2 separate regions of the Sus scrofa genome follow, and region 2 is linked to region 1. Evidence: chromatin contacts called from public HiChIP or PLAC-seq data. All regions are on one chromosome and are shown on one strand. Each heading gives the region's core, a stretch centred on a gene start, on an enhancer-like site or on the middle of the called end of the contact. The rest is flanking DNA. Distances are from core to core; before and after follow the strand shown. Region 1 overlaps COL8A1 (collagen alpha-1(VIII) chain). Region 2 holds the start of CPOX (coproporphyrinogen oxidase).

Evidence for each region. HiChIP or PLAC-seq counts read pairs in DNA pulled down with a chosen protein or histone mark.
Region 2: an H3K27ac HiChIP or PLAC-seq map of skeletal muscle shows a contact between it and region 1, with 6 times the contacts expected there. The contact joins the promoter of CPOX here to the enhancer-like site in region 1. A contact is called at or near these places in 2 of 5 promoter capture datasets (fetal skeletal muscle and liver), 5 of 47 Hi-C or Micro-C datasets (alveolar macrophages, embryonic fibroblasts, epiblast stem cells and 2 more) and 1 of 2 datasets of contacts at active chromatin or transcription factors (skeletal muscle).

Annotation. Positions count from the first base shown.
Region 1 is chr13:159,267,707-159,272,173 of Sscrofa11.1, forward strand. All of the region lies in intron 2 of COL8A1 (collagen alpha-1(VIII) chain), which reads right to left. Among named protein-coding and RNA genes, the nearest start is that of CMSS1, 78 kb to the left of the region's middle. Within about 2 kb of position 1,920, at least 9 of the 83 cell types and tissues checked have an H3K27ac peak or open chromatin away from gene starts, as enhancers often do. A contact at or near this core is called in skeletal muscle, where this site is marked.
Region 2 is chr13:160,330,478-160,335,306 of Sscrofa11.1, forward strand. It overlaps CPOX (coproporphyrinogen oxidase), which reads left to right and starts at 1,959. Exons shown (of 7, transcript NM_001243844.1): 1 at 1,959-2,563. The coding sequence starts at 2,047.

The DNA of each region.
Region 1 (4,467 bases), core at 670-3,169:
CTTTCCATTGATGATGTCTTTGAAGGTAGAAACATTTCTTTAGTTATTACCATGAGCTGATATCATTTGAAAAAAATCATAGAAAAATTCATTGCCTCCGTACATATTTTATAAAAATCTCCAGACTCATATCTGATAACTATTGATAGTAGTTCTTCTTTACCTGGGGGGGATACTTTCCAAGACCTCAGTGAATGTACCAAACCCTACATACACTATATTTTTTCCTATACTTACATACTTTTGATAAGGTTTAATTAATAAATTATCACAGGTAAAAGATTAACATCAACGACAATAAAAGAGAACAATTATAACAATATACTGTAATGGAAGTTATGTGAATGTGGTCTCTCAAAATATCTTTTTTTTTTTTTTTTGTCTTTTTTAGGGCCACACCCACAGCATATGGAGGTTCCCAGGCTAGGGGTCTAATTGGAGCTGAATCAATGCAGGATCCAAGCCACATCTACGACCTACACCACAGCTCACAGCAACGTCAGATTCCACTGAGCGAGCCAGGGTTCAAACCTGCAATCTCTTGGTTCCTAGTCAGATTCATTAACCACTGAGCCACAATAGGAACTCCTCCCAAAATATCTTTTTGTACAAAGTGAATGCCTTTTCCATCTTCATTAAGTACTTATCACATATTGCAGCCATAATTTTTGTTGTTTGAGGTATGCCAGCCAAACTAACATGGGTTTCTTTTTCTTTCACAATTTCATTTATAGAAGATTTGCTGTAAAAACACAGATCTCAGCAACCTCAGCACATGATATTTTTCTTTCCTGATTAACTCAAGAGCTTTCACTTTTTCACTTAAAAGAAGCACTTTATGGTTTCCATTTGAAATATTGGAATGGCTAGCATCACTACTCTGTGGTTTTGAGGTCACTATTTGGTAAAGTGAGCGTTACTTGGACACAGCACGGAGATAGTGCCACAGTCCATCTAATAATCTAGATGGCTCCTAAGTGACTAGCAGATGGGACAAAGGGATGATTAATGTCCTGAGCAGGTTGGAGTGAGAGGGCAAGAGACTTTATCATGCTACTTGGAACAGCACACAATTTAAAACTTATGAATTGTTTATTTCTGGAATTTTCCTTTTAATGTTTTCAGATAGTGGTTAAATCTGAGTAACTAAAACTGTTGAAAAGAAAAACATGGTAAAGCTGGGACTACTGCGTGTGTACCAATTATTAGATTGCTTACATGAGAGAAGCTGGCTAGAGTAATATCTCCAGAAGCTGTTTAGGCTCAATGACAGCTCTACCACGCTCCTGGATGGGCAACCTCAGGCAAGTTTCACTGTACATCTGTAGTTACATTTCCTGTCTAGAAAGTGGGCATAATAATATATCTCATCGGGTTGCTGTGAATACCTGAATATAAATTAAGTATTAGAACAGTGCCTAGCACGTGATACATGCCTGTTTATTTCCATAGAACCTAAGTACACACATATATAAGCCCAGAGTACATGAAAACTTGTTCTTAGAAGTTCTCATCTTGAACAGTTTTGTAAAAAAAAAAGTAGTTTCCAAATGAAAGCATCATTTCTTTTTGTAGACTCTAGAGGCAGTAACTCCAAGTGGTCACTAGATGGCAATTGTGATCCACTGTGACTTCAGAAGCAGAAGGCTTTAACAGAAGGCCCGACCCTTAAATTTTTCAGGGCTCTGCAGCACTGTAACTCAGGCAGTCCATTTCCCACAAGGTGGGCCTTTAAAAGAACTATTTTGGGTCAGCACAGTCTGCCTTCTGTGGCCACTCTTGGGACTCACCCCTAGACACCCAATCTTCCTGATGGAAGTGAGAAATAAAAAATTGCCTGCCCTGTCAGTAAACAATGAATGTCACAGTCATGAGTGATTGTAGCCATCTCTAGCCTGTGATTCCTGAGGGAACTTAGGAAGGAAACAAAGAATACTGGCCCTCTAGCAGCCATCAGACTTGCCGCTACTCTTTAAGGTGCACCCTGAGGAAACTAAGGATGTGAAAACACAGGATATTGGCCCAGAGAGTTGAGGTACATAGCAAAGGAATGATTTCAGTGAGCCCAGACCTTTGCATCTTCTCATAGAAAAGTGCTAAATTCCTTAACTTGAGATATCTGGTTTTCTGTTATTAACAGTAATCTTTTGTTCCTACTGCCTGCTCTTTGTTACAAGACCCCTATATATCCAGGCCCCCCTTCGTCTCCTCCGAGCAGTTTTCTCAGGGTTACTTGAGATGCTGCCTACCTGGCTAAGTCCTCAGTTTAATTCACTGAATAAAACATAACCCTCAACTTTTAGGTTGTGCATATTTTTTTTAGTGGACAGTAGCTTCACTGAGGCCTGGGTTTCCCTGCCTCCATCCTACTGTGAATTTGCTCTCTGCCAGATGGCAACAAGACAGTGGCAGGATATCATCTGTTAAGAAGATTAATCAGTGATTCTCAAAGTTTGGTAACTCCCCCACCCCCTTCCCAGTAGCCTCATATCAACCAGGAACTTGTTAAAAAAGCAAATTCTTGGGCCCATCTCAGACCTGACCTGCTGACTGGGAACTGGTGTTTTCACAAGCCCACCTGATGATCCTGACCCCTGCTAAAGTTTGAGAACCACTGAGATGGACCAATGTTTAGCATCATATAAATGCTGGCATTGGGTGGGTGTTCAGAGAATATTTTGCCTAATTCACTCATTTTGCTAAGAAGGCGAGTGAGTCCAGAGAATTGAATGACTCACTGAAGACCACAGGGTGAGTCTTGTGGTAGAACCCAGGTTCCAAGGCTGCCAAGTTGTATCCCCCAGCTTTTCCCACTACACTGTTCACCCTCTTCCTCTTTAAAACTGAGGCCACTAGATAACATTCTAACCTCATAACTACTTACAAAGAAGAAAAAAATCACTTATTTATACAGGTGTTGGCTCATTTATTTCAATAGACATTTCTATAGGGATACAAAAATGTGTGTGTGATGCATAGAGTGTGATGCATTTTTATGTTCAGTGTGTATGTGTGTGTGTGTGTTTGTGTGTGTGTGTGTGTGTGTGTTGGAAGTGAGGGAAGAATCAAGTGGAAAACTCATGTCTCATTTGCTAGAAGAGGCATGTTAACCTGGGAAATGGGTGAGTGCAAGTAAGTCAGGCACAGGGCTGAGGTGGCTGATGGATATGAGTTCACCAGGAGAAGTAGGGAAAGAACATTTGGAAAGAGGGATCAGCATGTACAAGGGTGGGGGCCCATGAAACAGTGAGGGGAATCTTAAGCCTTCGATTTGATTGAGGAGAAGGGAGAGTGTGGAGGTGTTATCATATTTTAGATAATAATATTACCTCTACAAGAATTATCTGACACTTATTGAATGTTAACTATGTACCAGGAACTATACTAAGCATTTTACACCTATTATTAGTTGATTTAAATCTTAAACAGTTTCGTGAGCGACTACTCTCATTCCTATTTTATAGATGACAAGAGAAATGCATGCACTGTTCTATTTTCCTTAAAATCAAATGTTACTGTGTTAATTTCTTAGACAGGCCTTAAGCTTAGAAAAAGAAACTTAATATTTACTCCAGACGATCTCTGTGATGTGTAGTATGTATTTTGGGGGGATGAGGAATATGTTTTTTAATACATATAATTTTATCATAAGCATTTTTTCAGAAAAGCATAAAATCAAGAAGATTTTGATATCCTTTCTTTTTTAACTCTAGGAATGAATGTCCCATTATTCTTTGATGTATCAGCAACTGTGGAACCAGTTTCTCATAATAACAGGCGATTTGTGTCTGAAAAATGGCAAAGAAAGTTCCTTTCAATTATTTGACTCACTGAAGAAAGGAAGCTGAGTGATGAGTGAGTGATCTGGTCTGAAACCATTGGCCTTACTGTGCCTTTGGCTTTCACTTTATAAGAATTCACTCACTGTGAATGTGTTTTTCTTATACGAATATTAGTCGATATTAGTATATGTTTTTCCTTGCAAAGGGGTGCCCACAACCAAACTATAAAGTTCTGATAGGATTTCAAATACCTAGCCCTTCATGGGTAAGCTTCCAGAAATTTCTAGTTTCTTTGGTCTATTTTTCAGTGATTTCACTTTTTTCTGAGAAAAAAATTTTCTGTTTCTTAGTTTTCTCATGTACAAAATATTGGTACTGGATGAGATGATCTAGAAGGCCCCTTTTAGCTCTCCTGGTCTGTGGATCTATGATTTAATGATTAAATGGCACTCATTTCAGAGTTTCCTTTGGAGTAAAATTTTAGTGTTGTTATAAAAGAAGTTAGCAGACCAAATATTTCTCCATGCATACTTAAAAAGAATGCCTAAAACAGCTCTATATTTCACTTTTTAGGATTACTAAGATTTTATCCTGCTCAAAGATATGATTATATATTATATTTTCACAGGGCATTTTATACATCTCAAGGTCTAAGCCTAAGGCCTGTTTTAAGTAAACATCATGA
Region 2 (4,829 bases), core at 709-3,208, 1.1 Mb after region 1:
ACCCGCAATCTTATGGATGCTAGTAGGGTTCGGTAACTGCTGAGCCATGATGGTGGGAACTCCAGGTATTCTTTTCAATGGTCTAGATTAGTCAAGAAGGGTTGATGCTCAACTAACATTCTTTCTTTCTTCCTCTCCTTCCCTCCCTTCCTTCTTCCTTCCTTCCTTTTCTCTTTCTTCAGTCGCCTCTGCAGCATATGGAAGTTCCTAGACCAGGGGTCAAATCACAGCTACAGCTGCTGGCCTATGCCACAGCCACAGTAACAAGATATCTGAGCCACATCTATAGCCTATGTTGCTTGTGGCAATGACGGATACTTAACTACCGAGGGAGGCCAGGGATCCAACTCACATCCTCACAGACACTATATCAGGTTCTCAGCCCCTTGAGTCACAAAGGGAACTCCTTTTTCTTCCCCTACTTAATGTTTCTTTATTCCTCTCCCAAAGAACTCCCAGACCCTCCCTCACTTTGTTGAAGGCTGAACCTTCTCCAGGTTGCTCAGTTCTGGTGTCTCCCCTGCCAAAGGAACTGCCAGGCTTCTGGGCTGGGTTTGGTCCCCTCTTAGTGCTCACTCAGTCCCCACATTCCTTGCAGTGGCCACATTCTAGAATGGTAGTTTTTATATTTCCTTTGCCAACTCAGTCTCACAGGTAAAGCATCCTCCAAAGCAGTTTAATCACTTCTTAATCTAAGCTTTTACCATTTACTGAATCTCTAGAGAGTTAGGCTTGCCCACCCAGCTAACACTCTGCTCCCATGTGAGAGCTGCCAGATGCTGCTGTAATTGGATAAAATACACTGCCCTAAACAACTGGTCAAACATGTAGCCATGGAAGTTCCATAATTACATCTAGCCACTAAGAAAAAGCTTGTAGAAACTACCACTGGTGGCTTAAATAATTATCTGCTGCTTGAAATGAAAATCATCCTGGAGATTTAAGGGACAAAGGAGCCCATGACAATTGTTCTTACACTCATATGCAGACAACATGGAACTGTGGTACGGTTACAGGGGAAAAAAACAACAACAACTATGAAATCTATGTTAGCTTCGTTTCTCATTTCTTTAAAAGCATGTGTGTGTGTGTGTGCGCGTGCGTGTGCGCGCGCGCCTGCGCTCATGTGTTTTGGGGAATAAGGAGGAGTGTGTCCTGCCTAGTTTACAGGAGTTATTGGGAGTATTAAACGTGAGATATATTTGGCAGCACCCTACAACTGCAGGATGATAAATATTTTAAAGTTTCTTATTCCTCGATCACCCAAATACAACAGGTCATGAGTTTTATGCTGGTTTAGAAAAACACTTTTGCTTTTCCTATTGCTAGAACAATCAATTGTACACTGTAGGAGCAAGGCCTGGGAAGATTTTAATGATAGAAATGTGCTATGGTGTTGATCGCAGAAAATCTTTTCCTAGGATTTTCTTAGGACCATTTTCATTAGCTTTTCTGACTCCTTTGAAAAACTAGCCCATAGGTTAGGAGTTTCCCAGGCTCCGCCCCCACCAATCCTACCAATTTTAGAAGATTTAGAGGACTGGATCCGGGACCTTCTATACATAAAAAGAACCAGAATTTGCAATGCTGTTTAAAAGTTGTAAGTCAGGGCAGGAGTCTCTGGGCATATTTCTGCCCAGGTTAGTCCTCAGTCCGTCCAGCCCTACTTTGCCTTCTCCCTGTGGCTGGCTGAACCACAGACCAGAGGTTGTACGTGACAAGAAGGCTTCTTTTATCTCTTCCAGCGCTTCCACGGCCCTCTCCTACCACCGCCACCCGGTTCTCTTCCCGTGGGACCCGCCCTTCTGGCGGCGGTGGATTCTTTTATCTCCCGGGTGCGCCCCTGCAGGCGGCGATAGGAGACAGAACTACAGCTCCCGGCATCCCCCGCCTCCCGCCTGCCGCTGGCAAGCCGACCCGGTAGTAGCTCTTCTCCCGCAAAAGTTCCTTCACCCGGCGCTGCTCGCTCTTTAGGACCCCAGGGAGCACAAGGGCCGCTCTCTGGGAGGCGGGCACTGTCCGGGGTGACAGCGCGGGAGCGGGGCTATGCACTTGGGCGGGCTGAGCGCGGGCCCCTGCTGGCGTGCGGCGCGTGCCGGCTGCGGAGAGCTAAGCGCTTGGTCCCGGCGCTATGCTGTGGGACGCCTCTGCCGGCCGCCTGGCACCACTTGCCCCCAGCAGAGCCGCGGGCTGGGGCACGGCCCCACGACGGGAGGCAGCCCCCGGCTGAGGACCGGGGTGGCGGCGGGGCTAGCGGGGCTGGCAGGGCTGGCCGCTGCCGCCTTCGGGCAGGTGGAGCGTGCGGAGATGGTGCGCAAGAGCTCGGGGACGCCGAGCACCTTGCCCGGGAAACCGGAGGAAGACGACGACGAACTAGCCCGCCGCTGCAGCTGCTTCATGGCCCCGCCTGTGACTGACCTGAGCGAGCTGCGGACTAGGCCGGAGGACATGAAAACCAAGATGGAGCTGTTGATACTGGAGACCCAGGCCCAGGTGTGCCAGGCGTTGGCACAGGTGGATGGGGGTGCCCGCTTCTCTGTGGATCGGTGGGAGAGGAAAGAAGGTGAGGAGGTCGGCCCCTAGAGGGAGGTGGAGATAGGGAAAAGAGGTCAGGCTGGTAGTAAATGACTCAGAATAGGGGATGGAAGTAAGGAAAGGGTACCTGTAACAGCCTTTGCTGGGTTAAAAGGGACACAGTTAAAAAGACTGACACTGACAGGGTCATCAGCCCTCAGCTTGGATTTGTGGACCTAGATCGGCTGTCACTCTAGTACTGGACATTTTTTAAATCTTCTCAATTTTATAATGGCATTTTCCGTAGAAATCAGTAGGTCGCTTTTAGCCAACAAACTTGGATGTCCTAGGTTGTAATTGAGCATAGATTTTTTTTCACATTTCATCTGCTTCTCTGGGTGCGTTTACCCTATCTCCTTTGGAGCTGGGAAAAAAAAAAAAAAAGCTAGCTCCTCTTTACTAAGTGTAAGCCGGTCTCTGGTCTCCTCCAGCTGAGGGAGTTACTGTGTCCTTATGTCCTTTCCCCAGGTTGTGCAAGAAGTATTTGATTCAGCTTGTCAGTAGTTCTGCCAGATGCGCCATCAGATTGCCTGCCAGGAAAATCTTTACCTCCACTGGCAAAATACTTCAGTATTAAAACCAAGTTTTTACAGAGTCCTATATTCATGACCATGTTATTGCCTATGCAGTGGAACCCTACATCTTGGTCATAAATTTAAAGTATTTCTGATTCTTCTTACCTGGGAATACTAACAACAACTTCTCATTAGCTGATTTTGGGCTGTGATATGCCACATTTATTTTATTATTTTATTTTTTTTTGCTTTTTAGGGCTGCACCTGTGGCATATGGAGGTTCCCAGGCTAGAGGTTGAATCGGAGCTGCCACTGCTGGTTTACACCTCAGCTGCAGCAATGTGGAATCTGACCCGAGTCTTCAACCTACCCCACAGCTCATGGCAATGCCGGATCCTTAACCCACTGAGCAAGGCCAGAGATTGAACCCGCATCTTCATGGATACTAGTTGGGTTTGTTAATGCTGAGCCACAATGGGAACTCCCCAAACATTTATTTTAAATGAAATTAAATCTGGTTTTCCATTTTGTAATATTTTTAAGACTGTTGAACCAATTCACAACTGTAAATACTAGACTAGCTGTGTGACCTTCAGCAGTTACTTTTTTTGTGCCTGTTTCCTCATCTATGAAATGAGATTATGAATAATGCATAAATGTATTCTAGGAATAAAATAAGATGAATATATGTGAAGTACTGAAAATTGTTTGACACTTAGAATGCATTGAGACAATAGTTTGGGCCACTTGCTAGCTGTGTGTTTTTGGAGGTGTTTTGCTTTTTGGTGCCTGTTTTCTCATTTGAAATATACAGGTGTTGTACTGGATCATCTTATGTCCCATCCAGCTCTAAAAATTCTTAGAAATAAAATAAGCCAGACATGAAGTTTCATGAAACAACTGCTCTTGTGCTAACTCTAATGTCTTAAAAAACAAACAATCATCTAAAGTGCAGATACTTAAATGTTAATGTGTGTCTCACTCAGTTTAAGCTTCTGAACCCCTTAAGCATTCAAATATTTACTGTTTTTTAATTACCTGTAAACAAAATTAAAAGGCAAAGGAGCACACTGAGAAAAAAAAAAAAACATTTGAAACAATATGGTGCTCCTAAATTTGGTAAAAACAAAACTCCCTTCAGATATACTCATTCCTGTTTTTATTTTATTTATTTATTTATTTGACTTTTTTTTAGGGCCTCACACATGGCATATGGAGGTTCCCAGGCAAGGGGTTTAATCGGAGCTGTTGCCACCGACCTACGCCAGAGCCACAGCAACGCCAGATCCGAACAGTATCTGTGACCTACACCACAGCTCATGGCAACGCCGGATCCTTAACCCACTGAGCAAGGCCAGGGATTGAACTGAAACCTCATGGTTCCTAGTTGGATTCGTTAGCTACTAAGCCATGACGGGAACTCCTCATTCCTGTTTTTAATCTTAACTTTTTCTCTTATCCAGTCAATGCCATTCTGGACAGTGTTATTTGAAGGTAAACTTTTCCAGTGATTGATTTTAGATGATGACATAAGGGTGTAGACAAAATGGTGGAGTAGGGTGTTAAAATATTCACCTGCTGTCAGTAGCAACTGTCAGAGCTAAGCTGGTTATCTAATTTTATTGTACTTAAAAATTATAAATATACTGGTATTGTGGAAGATTTGGAAAATAGAGGGGGGAAATAACTCCTAATCCCACCTTCATGTAACAGTTGTTTTTAATTTTTCATGTACCCTTA